3 separate regions of the Sus scrofa genome follow, and regions 1 and 3 are each linked to region 2. Evidence: chromatin contacts called from public Hi-C and promoter capture Hi-C data. All regions are on one chromosome and are shown on one strand. Each heading gives the region's core, a stretch centred on a gene start, on an enhancer-like site or on the middle of the called end of the contact. The rest is flanking DNA. Distances are from core to core; before and after follow the strand shown.

What was found. Promoter capture Hi-C pulls out the DNA fragments that hold promoters and counts their contacts. Hi-C and Micro-C count contacts between places; a contact is called where the count stands out from the background.
Region 1: a contact with region 2 is called in a Hi-C map of omental adipose tissue, with 1.5 times the contacts expected there. The contact joins the enhancer-like site here to the promoter of MGLL in region 2. A contact is called at or near these places in 2 of 5 promoter capture datasets (fetal liver and fetal skeletal muscle), 14 of 47 Hi-C or Micro-C datasets (alveolar macrophages, brain, fetal heart ventricle and 8 more) and 1 of 2 datasets of contacts at active chromatin or transcription factors (skeletal muscle).
Region 3: a promoter capture Hi-C map of fetal liver shows a contact between it and region 2, with 4 times the contacts expected there. The contact joins the promoter of ABTB1 here to the promoter of MGLL in region 2. A contact is called at or near these places in 2 of 5 promoter capture datasets (fetal liver and fetal skeletal muscle), 9 of 47 Hi-C or Micro-C datasets (brain, fetal heart ventricle, mesenteric adipose tissue and 5 more) and 1 of 2 datasets of contacts at active chromatin or transcription factors (skeletal muscle).

Annotation. Positions count from the first base shown.
Region 1 is chr13:72,550,057-72,552,810 of Sscrofa11.1, forward strand. All of the region lies in intron 5 of MGLL (monoglyceride lipase), which reads left to right. Among named protein-coding and RNA genes, the nearest start is that of ABTB1, 28 kb to the right of the region's middle. Within about 2 kb of position 1,450, at least 23 of the 83 cell types and tissues checked have an H3K27ac peak or open chromatin away from gene starts, as enhancers often do. A contact at or near this core is called in alveolar macrophages, fetal liver, omental adipose tissue and 1 more, where this site is marked.
Region 2 is chr13:72,479,331-72,482,030 of Sscrofa11.1, forward strand. MGLL (monoglyceride lipase) reads left to right here and starts at 1,263. Exons shown (of 8, transcript NM_001143718.1): 1 at 1,263-1,342; 2 at 2,443-2,587. The coding sequence starts at 2,463.
Region 3 is chr13:72,577,739-72,580,526 of Sscrofa11.1, forward strand. ABTB1 (ankyrin repeat and BTB/POZ domain-containing protein 1) reads right to left here and starts at 1,487. Exons shown (of 12, transcript XM_021069446.1): 1 at 1,351-1,487; 2 at 348-410; 3 at 213-268. The coding sequence starts at 1,406. PODXL2 (podocalyxin-like protein 2) reads right to left here. Exons shown (of 8, transcript XM_021069445.1): 7 at 2,460-2,639; 8 at 1,572-1,950. The coding sequence ends at 1,738.

The sequences.
Region 1 (2,754 bases), core at 200-2,699, 71 kb after region 2:
TTTGGTCATTTCATGCCTCTTGGCTCTCCTTTCCCATCAAGACTAGTAAAGGCCCCAACAGGGACAGCCCAGGTCAGGTGAGGCCCCAGCAGGGACAGCCCAGGTCAGGTGAGGCCCCAGCAGGGACAGCCCAGGTCAGGTGAGGCCCCAGCAGGGACAGCCCAGGTCAGGTGAGGCCCCAGCAGGGACAGCCCAGGTTAGGTGAGGCCCCTGCAGGGACAGCCCAGGTCACGTGAGGCCCCTGCAGGGACAGCCCAGGTCACGTGAGGCCCCTGCAAAGATGGCCCCTGATAAGGTGATGCCCCTGCAGGGTCAGCCCTGGTCAGGTGAGACTCCTCCATGTACTGCCCCAGGTCAGGTGAGGCCCTTGAGGGTATGGCCCCTGATTAGGTGAGGCTTCTGCAGGTATGGCCCTCTTCAGCTGAGACCCCACTGACTGGCCTCTGGGTCTTTCTGGTTGCACCCTCTCACCCCAAAGACAGATCTCTAGAGACCCCCTCTGGCTGAGGTGGAGGAGGCTGTTCCCTGGGCCCAGCCACACTGTCAGGGTGCAGAGCACAGGGCTGAATCCTGGCCTTCTGACTCCTCCCCCAGAGTGCACTCTTAGCAGGTGAAAGGTTTGTTTCATGGCAGCTAGTTAGTTCCTGGGAAAGACTCCAAAATCCTTCAGGCTGACAGCATGAGCTGCACAAGCCTATGTACCCAGACAGGCCTGGGAAGATGCCCCCCCAGTGTGAGAATGCAGGCCCCCCAGATCCCACATGGCATTTCATTCTTCCGGCCCCTTTTCAACAAACTGGTCTATCTTTAGCCTGGGGTAGAGACAAGGCAGACAGAGACTCCTGGTCCAAAACACTGTCTGTGCTCAGAACAGGTGAAAATTAGCAACAAAAGTCCTGTTCAGAGCAGGCCCCCTGCCCTGGGGACAGAGGCGACCCCTTGCTGCCCAGCTAGTAGGTATCACACCCTGAGCCTGCCTCCGCCTCCTCAGTGGCCTTGCTCAGTAATACTGCAGGAGGGGCTGCAGGTTGGAGACGCCTCCTTTTTCTGGGTAAAACTCCCAACCTCCCTGGGTTTCTGCCTGGGTTCAGGGTCAGGGCTCAGCCAGCCAGGAGGGTGATCCTCTAAATGACCTTCTCTGCCTCTTGCTTGGAGTCTGGGGTCAGAGATGCAGGAGCCAGCCCAGTGCTTCCAGATGCTTCCAACCCCCAGCCCCCACCCCCATCACCCAGGGCACCTAGCCAAGCAGGGGAAGCCGAGAGTGGCTAGCGTGAAGCTAGCACTCTTGCCAGACACATACTGTCTCATTTCCCCTCCATCACCATCCTGTTAGGGAGGAAAATGTTCTCAATTGACGGATGAGGAAATGAGGTCAATTGTTTTGCTCATGGTCAGAGTGAGTGAGCATGGTACCTTTCACCCTGAAACCGCCCAGGATCAACTCTAGCCCACTTCCTACCTGAATGTCACTCCTTTGTTATTAGTCACCAGAGTCCAAAAGGCCCTGGAGCAGGGGGGTTGGAAGGGGAGCGGGAAGGGCCCGGAGAATTGCCCTCATTTGAACCTCAGGTGAATAGACCCAGGAGTCTGGACCATGCTGTGACCACTAACTGGCCCTTGAACTTGGCAGCAGCAATGCACTGAGGGGCATTGTTTCCTCTGCCCCTGCAGCTTCCTGTTCTGTCTGCCTGGGGCTGCACTTCCCCCTAGAAACCTGGCCGTGTCTGGCCGTGCACCCCTGTGCCCCAGGGATATGGGCAATTCTGGCCTCCTTGGCATAGGTCAGCTTGCTGAGCTGCTGTAAGAGGGAGTGCTTGTGACTGCCTCCCTTACGTCAAGCATTTCAGTGGCAGAAGCTTAAAAATGATCATTGGGAGTGGTTAAAACTTGCTGGATCAATAAGAAGTCCTTAATCACTAGTCCTTCAAGTGATGGGGCTGCAGTTCACCCAGGAATGCCCTAAGGGCAGGTCAGGAATACACAACACTCCGTGATTCATGCTTGGCAGGAGGCAGACCTCACTTCCAGGGGAGTTGGCCTCTGTCACGGTGAAGTAGTTTGAGGTCCCAGCTCTGACTGTGACGTTTGCCACAAAGGTCGCCTCGCTCCTGAGTCTCCACGCTAAGTAACATTGGCTCTGCTCATTTAGCCAACCATGGCCTACTTGGCTTCTCCTCGGGGCAGAAACCAGAAGGGCCCAGGGGCAAGCTCCATAGGAACTAGGTATCATTTGGCCTCCTGGCAGCCCCCAAGCTTCACTTCACTGTCCCATCTTACAAATGGAGAGACTGAGGACCACAGACCTTCTGAGGTTTCTAGAACTGGAGTTGGAATCCACATATACTGGGCTCAGTGTCTGTGAGCCCGATTCGTCTACCTCCCTGCCTTCCTTTTCCAGGGGTGGGGGCTAGTGACAGTGTCTGATCGTGGTGGGGGCCTGGCCCCCAGATTATCGTCAGGTGATGAGATCTGGGTTCCCTGTGCAGCCGGGGTCACTGTGACTGCTCTGGCTACACAAACCTGACCCAGCCGTTCGAGGTCATGACGAGGGTAGGGGGGGTCTTACCTCCAGGGGCCCCTCTCCTGAGAGGTGTCCCAGGGTCCCTCCATGCTTCCGAAGGATTATATGAAGAATTTGGGACACTGGGTTGAAATGACATCAGGAACCATAGTATCTCAGTCCATGTCATTTTTGGGTGAGCCACTCCCTAGCACCTCTGCCTCTTCCTGTCTTCCCTCGGAAGGAGGTGCAGG
Region 2 (2,700 bases), core at 13-2,512:
TCTACAAGCACTTAATCACAGCTTCCACCAGGATTTTGCTGACAATACCAGTGAACTCTGTCCCCAAAACGTTCAGACTTTATATTTAAAATCATGACATGTAGTTGCAGCTACATAAAAAGAGGGTTTGGTGGGCTTTGGGTCCCCCCACAATACCCATCAGACCCCTCATAAATCCCAGTTGGTCAGAGGTCAATGACCTGCTCTGTGGCAGTGCTTATGCCCAAGCTGCTTCTCAAAGGCTGTGGTTTTATTTTTTAAGTTAGAGCACAGGCCCTAAGCAGCCTGGGCCCCGGTTCAGACAGTGTGACTTTTGAGACAGCAGTTTCTGGAAGACAGCAGTTCCTTTAAATACTGCTGTGGGATCAAGTTTTTTGCCAAAGAAGGAAGGACACAAGGGCCTGCAGAGGTCAGTGTGAGCAGGGGACATCTGTCACTCCCTGGGGACACAGATATTGTGGCTCCTGGATTGCAGGTGAGGAGACTGAGACTCACAGGGCAAATGGAGGTGCTGATGCTGAGCCCAGTGTGGTCAGGACTCTTAAGTCTCCTCCCTGTGTTCCCACCAGCAGCATTGCCAGTGGTGGGACCTTCAGACCTCCCCTGGCCTGTGTACATGACCCAAGGATTTTGTTGGGGGTCCCCAGAGGGTTTCTCAGGGCACGGTGAAGGGGCAAGGCCTCACTTGACTGGCTCTTCCCTACCTCCTGGGGATTGTGCACCCACCCCAGCTTTGCGTGTGTGTGTGTGTGTGTGTGTGTGTGTGATGTGTTTCTGTATCGGCATAGGGTGTTGGTGTCTGAGTGCCTCTCAGTCTGTATTCCTTTTTATGTGTGTCAAGTGGGTTTTTGTGTCGCTGTGGATGTCCTCTATCTTAGTGTACTGAGTGTGTGTCTGTGTGCCATGTGTGTGGTGTCCACGTGTGTATGTGTGGGGAGGTCTGTGTGCTTGTGTGTGTGGCGTGCATGTATCTCTGGGCGGGTGGGTGTGCGCGCGTGGTGTGTGCGCGCGTGGGTGTGGCGAGTCTTCTCCCCGAGGAGGCTCCGGAGATCTGGCTCCATTCGGGGCGTGACGGTCCCCAGGCGCCTTACTCCGGGCGCGGCTCGGCCGGCAGGGAGGGGCAGGGAGGAGCGGTGTGGTGGATCTGCGGGCAGCACACGTGGGCCCGGCGCCGCCTCCCGCGTCCCACCCCCTCTGGCCACCCCCGCGGGGAACTGGGATAAGTGGCAGCGCGGACGCCGCGCCCTGTTGCCGCGGAGCCAGCGGCGCGCAGCTCTCCCGCCTGGGCCCGCTGCAGACGAGGACCGCGCTCGCGGATGCGACAGCGGCGCTCGTGGCCCCGGTAAATGCTTCCCATCCCCGCCCCCGCCTGCCGAGCCGTCCCTGGGTGGGGCGTCCCTGGCTCCCCGCGTCCCCGGCATGGGCTCCCGCGCGCCTGTGCCCGAGTGCGCGCGTGTCTGCGTGTGCACAGGTGCGCGCGCCCTGCTCCCTCGCACCAGCCCAGAACCAACTTGTCCCCGTCAACTCTGAGTCCCCGTGACTGTCCCTGAGCGGAGACGCTTCCAGGGACAGCGCAAGGCTGCATTCTCAGCGCTGGCGGAAAGGGGCAGGCGGCAAAGTTTGTCGGGAGCCCGGCTGACTTTCCTTGGGGACCCACGTTTGTGTGTGTGTGTGTGTGAGGGCCTGGGCGCGCAGAGCTGGTTCCCTGGGCTCCCGGGCTCTCTTTTCCCAGCCTCAGTGGTTTGTTTAGGAAAAGTGGTGGTGAACTAGTAGTGAGGGCTCGCAGGCGCCGGCTGCCTGCCCCGCAGAGGGAGGGCGGCCCCAGTGAGAGCGGAGGCAGGCTCCTCAGGGTGGGGCGCAGTGGGGTGGGGCGCCTTGCAGGCCGCCCGGTGACCGCCGAGATGAGGGAAGAGCTCTTATTTGCCCTGCTGTGACTCTCCAGGCTTTTTGGTTGTGGAACGCAAAAGCCAGGACAAGATGGAAACAGGTTTGTCATGGCATCCTTGGAATTTCAGAAGGAGGAATTCATCAGAGTATCATGCACCTCCTTACTGTGCCCCTTTGAAACTTCCTTGGGGATTTTAAGATAGATCCGTCTTTTGCAGCTGGATCTTTATACCCACAGAGCTGACTGTAATTTCCACTTGATTACAGCTAAAATAGTCTTTAAGATGAAGTTTCCTGAAATGATTTAAAATAAACACAGATGGGAAGGGGGAAAGAGCTGTAATGAGGCACTTAAAAATTAAAGTGAGCATTTTTCTTAAGAACAAATGGAATTTTTCAGTCCTAAGAAATATATGTATTTTTTAAATCTTTGAAATGGAGTTTTTTTAAAACTGCTTTTTTAAAAATGTTACTGACTTCTAAGAAGGGTTCCCTCCTCATCTCTGTGTGTTTTGCAGTATTTCTGACTTTGGGATATGTCCTTCTTCCTTCCAGGACCCGAAGATCCTTTCAGAATGCCAGAGGAAGGTTCCCCCCGGCGGACCCCACAGAGTGTCCCATACCAGGACATCCCTCACCTGGTCAATGCTGACGGACAGTACCTTTTCTGCAGGTATTGGAAACCCTCAGCTACACCCAGGTGAGTCCCCCACATGGAGCACACATGCACCTGGTGGTACTTGTCCCCTCTTCCCCTTCATGTGCAGCTCTTGGGTGACCTACTTCGTATGCCATTTTAACATCAAGCATAGC
Region 3 (2,788 bases), core at 237-2,736, 99 kb after region 2:
AAAGGGCAACAAACCATTGGTCAGGTGAAGGGGCAGCCTTGAGGCCAGAGGTGACATCAACTGCAGGGAGATGCTGAGCTGCTGGAAGCAGCACGCAGAACTAGTTCCCAAAGCAGAGCTAAAAGCACTTGCTGATGGGATGCAGGTGAAGGGGAGAGATCCAGAGCCACTGTGAACACCCGCATGCAGCCCCCCGCCCCCAACCCACTTACCATTGGCCAGCAGGTAGAGCACAAGTTCCTCATGGCCACAGAGGCAGGCATAGTACCTGAGGGGAAGGGACCCAGTGCTGTCAGGCCTGCAGCGCCACCAACCCTGACCACCCCTGCTCCCCCCACGGCACTCACAGCGGGGTGCTGTCCCACTTGTCCCGCACGTTCACCTCCACGTCACGCTGCTCTAGCAGATACCTGGGCAGGGAAGTCAGAGCTGAGTCAGGCCAGGTTCCTGGTCTGGAGAGCAAACCTTCAGGAGGGGAAGGAAGGAAGCCTCCCCAGGTGAGGGCGGGTGAGGGCTGAGCAGAACAGGAAAGGCACTTGAGACAAGGAGACCACGGAGTGGCAATGGGAAACCCAGCATCAGAGGCCCCAGAACTGAAGGGGCCTCTGGGCAGAAAGCCTTTGGGAAGGAGGAGAGGAAGGGGCCTCTGCCTCTGTGGGAGCCCTCTGGCTGCTTGGGGTGGCAAGGCCGAGCACGAGCTGCTGCAGGCATACTGGTGATGTGGAAATGACAAAAAGGTAGGTTCTAGAAGGTGGATGTCAGGAGACAGGGCAGCAGGTGGGGTGGGGAAGTGGGAATCAACAAGGGTGGTGATGGAGCCACCACAGAGGAGGAAGTGCCTTGGGGGAGACACCTGGGCCGACCTCAAGAGCGCTCCCAGCAGCATCACAAGTGGCACCTGCAGCGGGGGAGCTGTGCGGGTCAGGAATTGGCGAAGGTGGGCAGGTGCCTCCCATCCCAATCAGGCAGCCCACGGAGATGGCGACTGCAGCGCCCAGTCAGCTCTAGCCGCACTTGGGGAGTTTCCGAATCTCCGAGGACTAGAGACCCCAGCTCCGGGTCCACAGCGCATCAGAAACGAATCGCGGAGTCCCAGGCCGGCCCCCAGGGTCTGGCGCCCGGGCCCTTCTCTTCTCTCCGCGCTCTCCTCTCCCCCTCCGGGCGTTCTCGTCGCAGTACCTTCCTCCGGGACCCCCTGGAGGAGTCACGCCAGAGCTCCCCGATCCCCGGCTCCACCCCAGAGCACTGTGGCAACCTAGGCAGCCCTGCTTCGGCGTCTGGGCGCCCACGGGGGAAGGGTCTGCGGCGGGGTCACCCACCCGGCACCCTCCCGGGGCCAAGGGTCCTCACCGCACTCGGCCCACGTCCCCCTTCCTGCAGCTGGAGAACAGGTCGCACGTATCCATGGCGCGGACGGCCCGGACCCCCGCCAGGCGACCTCAGAGCCCCGGCCGGATATAAACACGCCCCGCCCCGCCCGGGCGCTCGGCAGCGGCGCCTGGCGCTCGGAGGACCGACTCGGGCGCGCTGCCCCGCCCCCACCCCAGCCCAGAGTAAGAACGAGTCGCTTAGGCGGACCACGGGCCGGCGTGCTCTCCCGGCGGCTTTAATAGGGTCCCGGGCGCCCCGCGGGGCGTCGGGTCGGGGGGGTGGGGGGTGCCGAGATGCGTCGAGAGTCACTGGAGGGGGAGGCAGAGGACCCCACGCCGAGGCCCGGGCCGGGCGGGGCTCAGCCCCTCACAGGTGCGTGTCCTCCTCAAACACGTCTGAGTCCTCGGGGTCACGCTTGCCCCCCATGAGCGCGCTCCATCCCCCCGGGCCGTTGACCGCGCCGCCGCCATTCAGGCTGGGCTGCTTCTCCTGCATCTCCGACTGGCTGTCGCTGGCCACGTCCAGCGTGGGGTTGTCGTGGCAGCCGTTCTCCACGAAGCGCAGCTCCTCGCCGTGCGACTGCGGCGGGAGGGGCGGCTGGGCGGGCGCGCCGGCCCCGCCGCCCCACATCCCTCCAGACCCTCCCTAGACAGGGGACCCCTGTCGGACCCTCGACGGACAGCGGACAGACAGCCCCTTCTGGTCCTGTAGCTCAACTCCTTTCTTAAAATGACCATTGACCCTTTACACTTATCAGCCTTGTGGCCTCCCTGACACCGTCTATCCCTCCACCACCCCAGAGACTCCTAGAAAATAAGGGAGGTGTGCACTGCCTGCACCCCACTCCCACCCCCAACCGGGGCGTCTGCAAGGCCGCCCTGCCCAGGAGGAACTGGGCCCACAACCCACACCTCCAGCATCTGACAACCAGGAGCTGGGCCCTGGACAAGGACTTCAACTCACAGTACCCACCCCCTAGTAACTGCCACCTCACTCACAAATAAGGACCCCAAGTTTCAGGTGCCCGGCTAGCTGGACCCCCTATACCACCCGGACCAGGCCCCCTGCCCACCCACCCTCACGCTCACCACGTGTTTCAGCTTGGGCAGCCGGCGCTGCCAGCAGTTATAGAGCAAGCCCAGCACGATGATGACCACACAGATGGCACCGATGACCACCAGCACCACAAAGAGCGTCCCGTAGTCACTGCGCACCTGGCTGGCCCGGGCCTGGCAGCTGCTTGTAGTGGAGTAGTTCTGGATGCCAATCTGGGGACAGGAGGGCCGGCTTCTGAGCTGAGGTCCTGGGGTACTAGGTCTCCCCAGATTGGAGCTCAGGGTGGGCAACATGCCTGGCCTGTGCTCACCAAGGACTCTGCCCACCTCCCTTCTCAGCCTTCCCTCACATACTGGCCTCA